Regions from separate parts of the Gossypium hirsutum genome. Here region 2 is linked to region 1. A link is a contact called in public Hi-C data. All regions are on one chromosome and are shown on one strand. Each heading gives the region's core, a stretch centred on a gene start, on an enhancer-like site or on the middle of the called end of the contact. The rest is flanking DNA. Distances are from core to core; before and after follow the strand shown.

Evidence for each region. A called contact is a pair of places that touch in the nucleus more often than the background predicts.
Region 2: a Hi-C map of leaf shows a contact between it and region 1, with 4 times the contacts expected there. The contact joins the enhancer-like site here to the promoter of LOC107893789 in region 1. A contact is called at or near these places in 8 of 34 Hi-C or Micro-C datasets (callus, leaf and seedling).

What each region holds. Positions count from the first base shown.
Region 1 is chrA13:43,944,965-43,949,196 of Gossypium_hirsutum_v2.1, reverse strand. LOC107893789 (kinesin-like protein KIN-7F) reads left to right here and starts at 2,802. Exons shown (of 15, transcript XM_041086018.1): 1 at 2,802-2,899; 2 at 3,765-3,873; 3 at 3,973-4,232. The coding sequence starts at 4,008.
Region 2 is chrA13:44,208,425-44,212,714 of Gossypium_hirsutum_v2.1, reverse strand. LOC107929252 (glycerol-3-phosphate 2-O-acyltransferase 6) reads right to left here. Exons shown (of 2, transcript XM_016860623.2): 2 at 2,338-2,864. The coding sequence ends at 2,532. Among protein-coding and RNA genes, the nearest start is that of LOC107929252, 3.6 kb to the right of the region's middle. Within about 2 kb of position 2,089, at least 3 of the 9 cell types and tissues checked have an H3K27ac peak or open chromatin away from gene starts, as enhancers often do. A contact at or near this core is called in leaf, where this site is marked.

The DNA.
Region 1 (4,232 bases), core at 1,553-4,052:
TAGTTTAACCATTCTTTCTTTGGCAGCTAGCATTGTTTGGCCATTAGGGAGTCCTATGAAACATGCTACAACATCTCTCACATTCATCAAACACATAAGATCACTCGTAACATGATTTAAACACCTCGTATTAATAATCCAATTATTCTTGGACTTACTATCCAATTGAGTGGAAGTTGATCGTTTATTACTGAGCACAGTTAGAAGAGACTGTCATTACTTAGTAGTAAAACCAGGAAGTGTTGCCCCCTAACACTTGTGTTGCCTCTGCTATGTTCTAAGCTAATGTTGCTCTATGGCTGGTATCTACGGTAATAGCGTTAGCTTGCACACTGCCTTTGTTATGAGAAACTCGCTATGTGAAAATGCGACACCTGTCTTGCCATCGCAACCATCACTTTTCATCTCTAATTTCCCATACTTCTTGAGCCACAAATCTGGGTGGCCATGTAAGTCAAAAACATGTAGCTACCTCATGCCCTTTGCAATGGCAATGAGTACACAACAAGGTCATTTTATCAATACGATCAGCTTGACCTTTGTTACGACCCTCCGTGCACACTGCGAAGCCTAGAATTTCGGGCTTTTCTTCCTTGACCTATGTAATGCTGCATATGCGTTTCTCTTGAGTAATTTGCTGGAATGCCCGATTCAAAGAAGGCAAAGGATCTTGGGAAAATAATGTAGACCTGATCTGGGCATAATAATCAAAATAGAGACCAAGAAGAAATTGATGAAGCCGGTCATGCTCATGACTTTATTCATGCATCTTCCTTAAGTTATATAAACATTGTCCACACTTGCAACAAATCAAAGGTTCACGATTATCTAATTCATCTTACAAAACCTTTAATTTACTAAAATAAACTGCAACACTCATAGTCTTGGTTTGCTCACAACGACTAATATTTGCTTTTAATTGTTGAATACATGGACAGTTGACAACAAAAAAACATTCATGTAAATCATCTCAAAAAGTTTTCGCATTATCATAATTGGAAAGCATCGATCTTACCTCCGGATATATAGTATTGAGAATCCAGGATACAAGTATACAATGGATGGTAACCCAATCATCCTTCGAGCAAGGGAGAACAAGATCTATAATGGTACCGTCAAGAAATCCAAATTTGTGTCGAGAATACAAAGCAACAAGAATAAAAAAAGCCCAATCATCAAAATTATCGAGCTTTAATCGAATAGGAGTAATAAAGTCACCCGGTCAATCTTGAGGACCCAAGAAAAATGGAGAATTAGGTTCAATTTTAGGAGGTGGTGGTGGAAGAGGAGGAGGAGGAGGAGAAGTCTCGTCGCCAACCATTTAGAATGATAAAAAAAATAATTTGTATCAAAAACCTTGCTCAAATTCCATGACAAGAATAAGGTAATCTCTTGAATTTTATTGATTGACTTCAAGGGTACATATATATCTATACAGTCATAGTTACGTAGGAATCAAATTACTAAAAGATAATATCCCATAATAATATCCTATAATATCCTATTAGGATTCAATTTTCTAAAAGATAATATCCCATAATATCCTAACATGCATGGGAAAAAATCGACTAACAGAGAGGAAAAAGATTGATTTACAACGGCAAAAATTTTTGACAAATAAAGGCAAAAAAAAAAGTACAACAATTTAAAAGCATAGAAAGAACTAACCTTAATGGATGAAATCATCTTGCAAATGAATCTCCATAGTTGATTTTTGTAGATTCACATTGGCTTTTTTTTAGATTTACTTTGGACTTTAGGCTTTGGACTTTGAGGTGAAAGTGAAAATGGGAGAATGAAAGCTACTGATATATTAACACCCCTGTTAGGTTTGAGAGCATGTGGCAAAGGGAGTAATTTTTGAGTAAGCATGGTTAGATATGTCATTCCACATATCTCATTCCCATTCAACCGTGAAAAATGTTGCCCATCCCAGCGTTTTTTGTTTTGGAAGTTTTAGCTCAACAAGCTCTTGCAAACCTTCATTCACCAAACATTACAATTAGAGGGTTTGATTATTCAATCCTCTATTTGTGCCCTAACAACTAAAAAATCCAAAACTCTACCGAACAGCCCAAAAGGAATTTTGACATTAGTCTAATTCACCACCTTAGTCCTTTTATTGCTCAAACTTTTAAAATTAATCTTTATGCTTTTTTAATAAGGGTACAAGGTATAGGTTGTTTAAGAATTGAACTCGAGATCATTGTCAATTAAAGACTTGTGCACAAATATTTTATTATTTCACATGTGGTTTAATTGACTTGTCCTTATGTTTTTAATTTAATAAATTTAGTCCTCTACTTGTTTGATTTAAAAACTAAAGTTCAATTGACAATACTATTAATTATTTTTCTTCAAATTTGAAAATGTGTTATTGATTTTGCTTTAAATTTTAAATCATGCCCTTAATTTTAGAATAACACATATTTAAATTTAACTAAATTTCATTAAAAATGTTATCAATTGGATTTTAATTTTTAAATCAAATAAGTACACGGACTAAATTTGTATAGTTAAAAATAGAAAGCCTAAATTTCAAATATTCAGAGAGTATAGGGACTGAGAGCATAATTAAACCTTTGATGTTTAACAATATAGCGGTCGATTGAACGGTGCATCGCGATGGAAAGTTACATTTACTGACAAGAAAACTTAAAGACCACGTGGCGCGACACAAGCTCATATAAAAAAGCAAGGGTAAAACAGTAATTGATCAAGGAAGAGAAAATTTTCAAAAGACGCTCCCCTTCCCGATCCTGCTGTCCCATTTTTACCCTTGGTTTAAATTAAAATTCTCCATTGTATCCTTTCGTTTTTTCAACTTTATTCGACGCGTAAAGTCATAGCACCTTCGATTTCGCTTCTTCAGTGTTTCTTTTTTGCTCTTCCAAGTCACGTATCTTCTCTTCCCCTTCGATGAATTTTTAGTTTTAAATTTAAATTCATTAAAATTCGACAAGTGGATAGATTTTGTTTTCGTATGTAAGACTGTTGTTTTTTTGGGGGGTGATTTTGATTTCTGAATTTAGAAATTGACCGTTTAAAGAAATCGTTACTACTTAATACTGCTAGCGTTTTAAAAAAAAATCCAGAAAATTTTGGATTCTTACGTTATTCGAATCAAAATCTATTGTTTTTCATTTTTAAACAAGTTTTTAGATTTTATTCGGTTAGGATTTTGCAGAGCTCGAGTTTCGAGGTGGAAAGTATACGGTTATGGAATCAGATCAGAGAGCATAATGGAGGGAAAACGACACTGTTTTGGTACTAAAGTTGATACTAGTTCTTTTAAACTGAACCGCCATTTTCGTTTCGAGGGAAAAGAAAACAAAACAAGCAGAAATGAGAAAATGAGTAAAACTTTTTATTATTATTAATTTATGAGTATAAACTATAAAGTTGAAGATTTTCGTTGCTTGACTATTAAGCATAGTTGGTGACCACTAGGGAAAGTTTTCTGCTCTTTCAAGAATTAAAAATTAAAATTTGAGTGTTTTTTTTGGGGGGGGGGTTAGGAAGGGATCTTTTCATCTTAACTACCAGTTCTCATTGACATTTGATTTTGTTTTTTAAAAATGGTTAATTTAAGTGATGTTTAACCTTAAAAGTAGAATATAAGAAGCAAATCATTTTCATGTTGGTTGGATAAAGTCTATAATTAGCTCGCTGTTGCTGATATAATCAGTAATTAGTCTTTATACTCATGGATCGTTTTCTATAGTTAGTTGGATTTTATAATCATGATTAGCTTCTTTTTGCAGATAGGCTTATGGTTGTGAAAGGATTGGCCTGAGCTTTAATATATATTTAGCAACCCCAACAACCTTGCTGTTAACTTGTAAACTCTCTTGCATTTTTAGGAAAGCAAGGGTGAGTACGATGTGTGTTTGATCTATCGAGTTTGATTTTTTGTCCTCTTTTTGAGAACCTGCAAATTCATGGCTCTTTTTTTCACTTAACGCCTAGTAGGGTGAGTAACAAGAAAAGTGGAGTAGGAAAAAAAAATGGGGGCAATTGGTGGGGAGGAGTTAAAGCAGGTGGAGAAAGAACAGAAGGCGCAAACGGCAGGTGCTCGTGAGGAGAGGATTCTTGTTGTGGTGAGGTTGAGGCCTTTGAGTGACAAGGAAATTATAGCAAATGAAGTTGCTGATTGGGAATGCATCAATGATAACACTATCCTATATCGGAACACCCTCCGGGAAGGGTCCACATTCCCGTCTGCCTATACA
Region 2 (4,290 bases), core at 840-3,339, 260 kb before region 1:
GACACCCTTGTACCAGATTTTTTTTAAAAAAAAATTAGGTGCTAGAATATTGATGGCCGTAACCTCAATACCAGAATTTAATTAAAAAATAAATTTAAAGGAATAAATTTAAATTTTTAAAAAAATAGAATTTAATTTAAAAATAAATTTTGAGGGATAAATTAATTTAAAGGAATAAATTTAAATTAAAAAATAGAATTTAATTAAAAATAAATAATTAAAGGATAAATCTATTCAAAGGAATAAATTTAAATTTTAAAAAATACAATTTAATTAAAAATAAATAATTAAAAGATAAATCAATTTAAAGGAATAACTTCAAATTTTAAAAAATAGAATTTAAGTAAAGAAAGAAATAATTAAAGGGTAAATTAATTTAAAGGAATAAATTTAAATTTAAAAAATAGAATTTAAATGAAAAAGAAATAATTAAAGGATAAATTAATTTAAATGAATAGAATTTACTTAAAAAAGAAAAAAATTAGAAAAAGAAAAGGGGATGAGAATTGACAGGCCCTGAGAAGCGGCCCATCCTTCAAATGGTCGGCATCAGGCTTTGAGATGCAGGGCAGGCTTTTGATTTTTTTAAAAGAATTCCTTTAAAGTTTTTTTAAATTCCTTTAATTTTTTTATTATTTTGGTGTCAGTCATTGATGTTTCAGCGTAAATTTTTTTTTATATCTAGTATAAGGGTGTCGATTATCAGTGTGTTAGTATCCTAAAATTTTTAAATACTAGTATTATACTAATATGATACAGGGTGAAAAAAATTAAAATAGTGCCAACTATTTAGTCCGCAATATTAAAAAATTATTTTTTAACACTTGACACAATCATCAAGCAATGATTGTGTTTGAAAAAAGGTGATACCATCCATTTAGTCCTGCTCAATTTTACTGTTCATTTCAAGTAATTTGGATGATTGTTTTTTAATTAGAATTATTTACGTAAATAATTTTTTTTAGTGATTTGAATAAAATAATCCCACATACTATCAAATTTTCGTATCAAAACAATATAATTTCATTTCGAGATAAATAATCTATACAAACTTAAACCACAAGAATGAAGGAAAATACATGAAAGCTTAAAACTACGAGCATTTGAGATCAACAAATACTCATCAATATGAAAATAAAGGATTTTAAAGATATACCGATCGAAGCTTCCTTGTTGCTTGCTCCCCTTTGGTCATGTCTTTGTTTCTTTTCTTGGGGCTCTCCTTTCCTCTCAAGCTTTCTCCTTCAATTTTTTTTCGGTTCCCTCCTTTCCCCTCCTCTTTGAAACAGTGAGAGCCCCCCTCTTGGCTCTTTTTAAAGCAATTTCCATTTTTGCCCTTTCTTTTTTTTTATTACTTTGCCGTGTGGTATTTGCATAGGAATTTAATTTTGTACAGTTTTTTCCGTTTACTTCATTGCTTCTTTGCAGTGTGTGCTTCTCCAAAATATAGACTGTTTTGACCTTTTTTTTTCTTATTAAGCTTTCTTTTTTGGATTAGTGGTGTGTTTGCCTCTCATGACATTAAAAATTACGATAGTAGTGAGATTAAATATTATAATAATAAAATTAAAATCAACAGTGAAATGCGTGTTTAGATTCAAACGCAATTATAATGGTGAGTTGAAAATAAAAATATCAATTAAGGACAATAGATTTACAATTATGTTTAATAAAAAATTTAAATTAATTTTATTTTTAATGAATTATTGAAAATATGTAATTTTTTTAATAAAATATTAATATGTATTATATAACTTTTATATATTTTTTAATTAATTACATAATCATTTTTAAAGTATTTGTTATATTAAATGATAATTGTTTTTTAAGGTAATTAGTTTCATTACAACCATTTGAAGTATTAGTTTTACAAATAATCACACCATATTTGGATAAAATTTAAAATATCTATTCTGAAGGATAAACGAAAGTATGGATATTTTTGTCAAAAAAAGTACCACCCATGAATTTTGAAAATTTTCATTGCACTGAGATTTGCAATCCAAACAATTGCTTCCGTGTGTTTGATAACAAAATGAGGCTGCAAAGTGCCTCATTGGGTTCAACCAGTAAACCAAAGGGGCCCTTAGCCCAAATGACAAGACACCATGCCCTTTAAATACCTCCCACCCATCAACAATTCTCTCGCTCTCTCTATCTTCATTTTTCTTTATTTTCATAATCATAATAGTTTCTTAAAAAATCATGATAGTAAATTTAGCAATAATTAATATATAAGTAATTATTTGATACATAAATAATGAAACAAGTGAGTTGAGATTTTATTAATATTTTAATTATTTTTTAATTTTTTAAATACAATTTAATGACACATAATAACTTTATAATTATCCTTAAAAAATATACATACAAAATATCTAATCTATAATGGGCTGTTTAATGTGTAACATTAATTCAAGTTTTCGATAATTTCAAATTAAAAGTAAATTAAACTATAAAATTTAAAATATATTTAAATTTGAATTTGTTAATTTAAAGAATGGAATGTGAAATTGACTCAAAAATCAAACTTAATCCAAACAAAAATGGATCACAACAGTAGGAAACAAAAATAGGAGTCCGGTAATTTGGCCTTTCTTAGGTGCGAGAGGAAGGTTACCCTTGACAACCAGTTTGATTCGTAGGAGCTTGCAAATGTATAGAGCAATCCGCTTAATGAGTGGAATATTGAAGTAGAGCCTTAGTAGAGAAAAGATGAAGCCAATAGGAAGCCAAAACAAAGTGGAGAGGGTAGCCAAGAGAGTACGTATTTGGACTAGGTGTTCTTCGAGAAATATGATGAGGCTTAGAAGCTTGTTTCTTGGTAATGTATTGCATTTGGTTATTGGCACCATGTATCCTTGCTGAACATACAAACAATGAAATCAATGTAAAAATTGCAAGCAACTCTTCATCTGGCTTTTATCTACAGTGTCAGATATTGGTGGATGCATGTACGAATTTCCATGCAGGCAAAATTCAAGCTGGTAAAATTTTTTTGTTATTTTCATGGCCAACTTTTTTTTTTATTATTATTCTTTTACTAATCAAGGCATTTAAATTGGAAGCGGAGGGCCCATTGGGCAACGTACGGTACCTAATATCACGAGGACGGTGCTGCTAGAACAAATGTTAGAAATGTTTAGAGTAAGTGTAATACGTATATAGGGCATGAAAATATTGTGGTTGAGTGTAACAAAATCAAACAAAAAACATTATGGATACCCAAATGCTTTCACCTACCCTATCGCCAAACCAAAATTAGTTTTATGGTTGAGGTATTCGTAACAGAAATCCCCTGCCCCCAGCGAATGCCTCTCTATGCCCCACGTTTTTTTAGAGCATTTTTCTTTTATAAAAAAATGTTTTTTTCCTACCTCATTTTTCAGATTATACATTAATTCTAAAGGAATTTAAATTAAAAAAAAAACATAAAAATTGTAATAACAAATTAGGAAAATTTAAATTAATACATCATAATATTTTTAATTTATAAAAAATAAAAAAGAGATGAAGATGGCCTCATATCACATTAGTATGTCGAGTTTTGACAAATTAATTTTTTAATCAAATCTAAAATATTAAATCAAATAATTATTTTTTATCAATTAAATTTTTTATTTATTTTTATGTATAAATTACATAGTAAATATAATAAGTATTATATAACTAAAAAAATTAGATTTAAATAGACTTGTTCAAGGATTGGGCCAGTCGTCTAAACTCAAAAGCACCTCTAAAATTTGAGAAGGTTTGAATAAAAATATAATGACCCAAAAAAGAGTTTAAACAATTAGAATTCGGGTTCCTTTTGATGGGCGGTGTGTTTACCTGCAGTTAGTGTAAAAACAACGGTGGTGATAAGATTAGATACTATAACGATATTGTAGAGTGAGACAAAAAGAAAGCTAAGCGCACCTACTGAAAGTAAACACCCGAGCCCTTAGACTTGTTTAAAATATGAACCAAGCCTGATACGACTTAGCCTGACTTCAAATTTTTAATATATTATTTTTCATTTAAGTTATATATTATATTACTTATATCATATAAAACATATATTATGTTATTTATATTTAGAAATTTACTAAAAGTATCGATTAAGTCTTAACTTTGTTGGTATTGGTATTGTTGTCAATACAAGAGAACATGAGTTTGAACTTGCTAAAGCACATTTATCTTCTTATTTAAGGATTGAGGAGAGATTATAAGCAATTCTAGGCATTATATAAAAATAAAATTACTCAAAGAAAAATATATTTAATGGTAGTACAATATATAATTAATTAA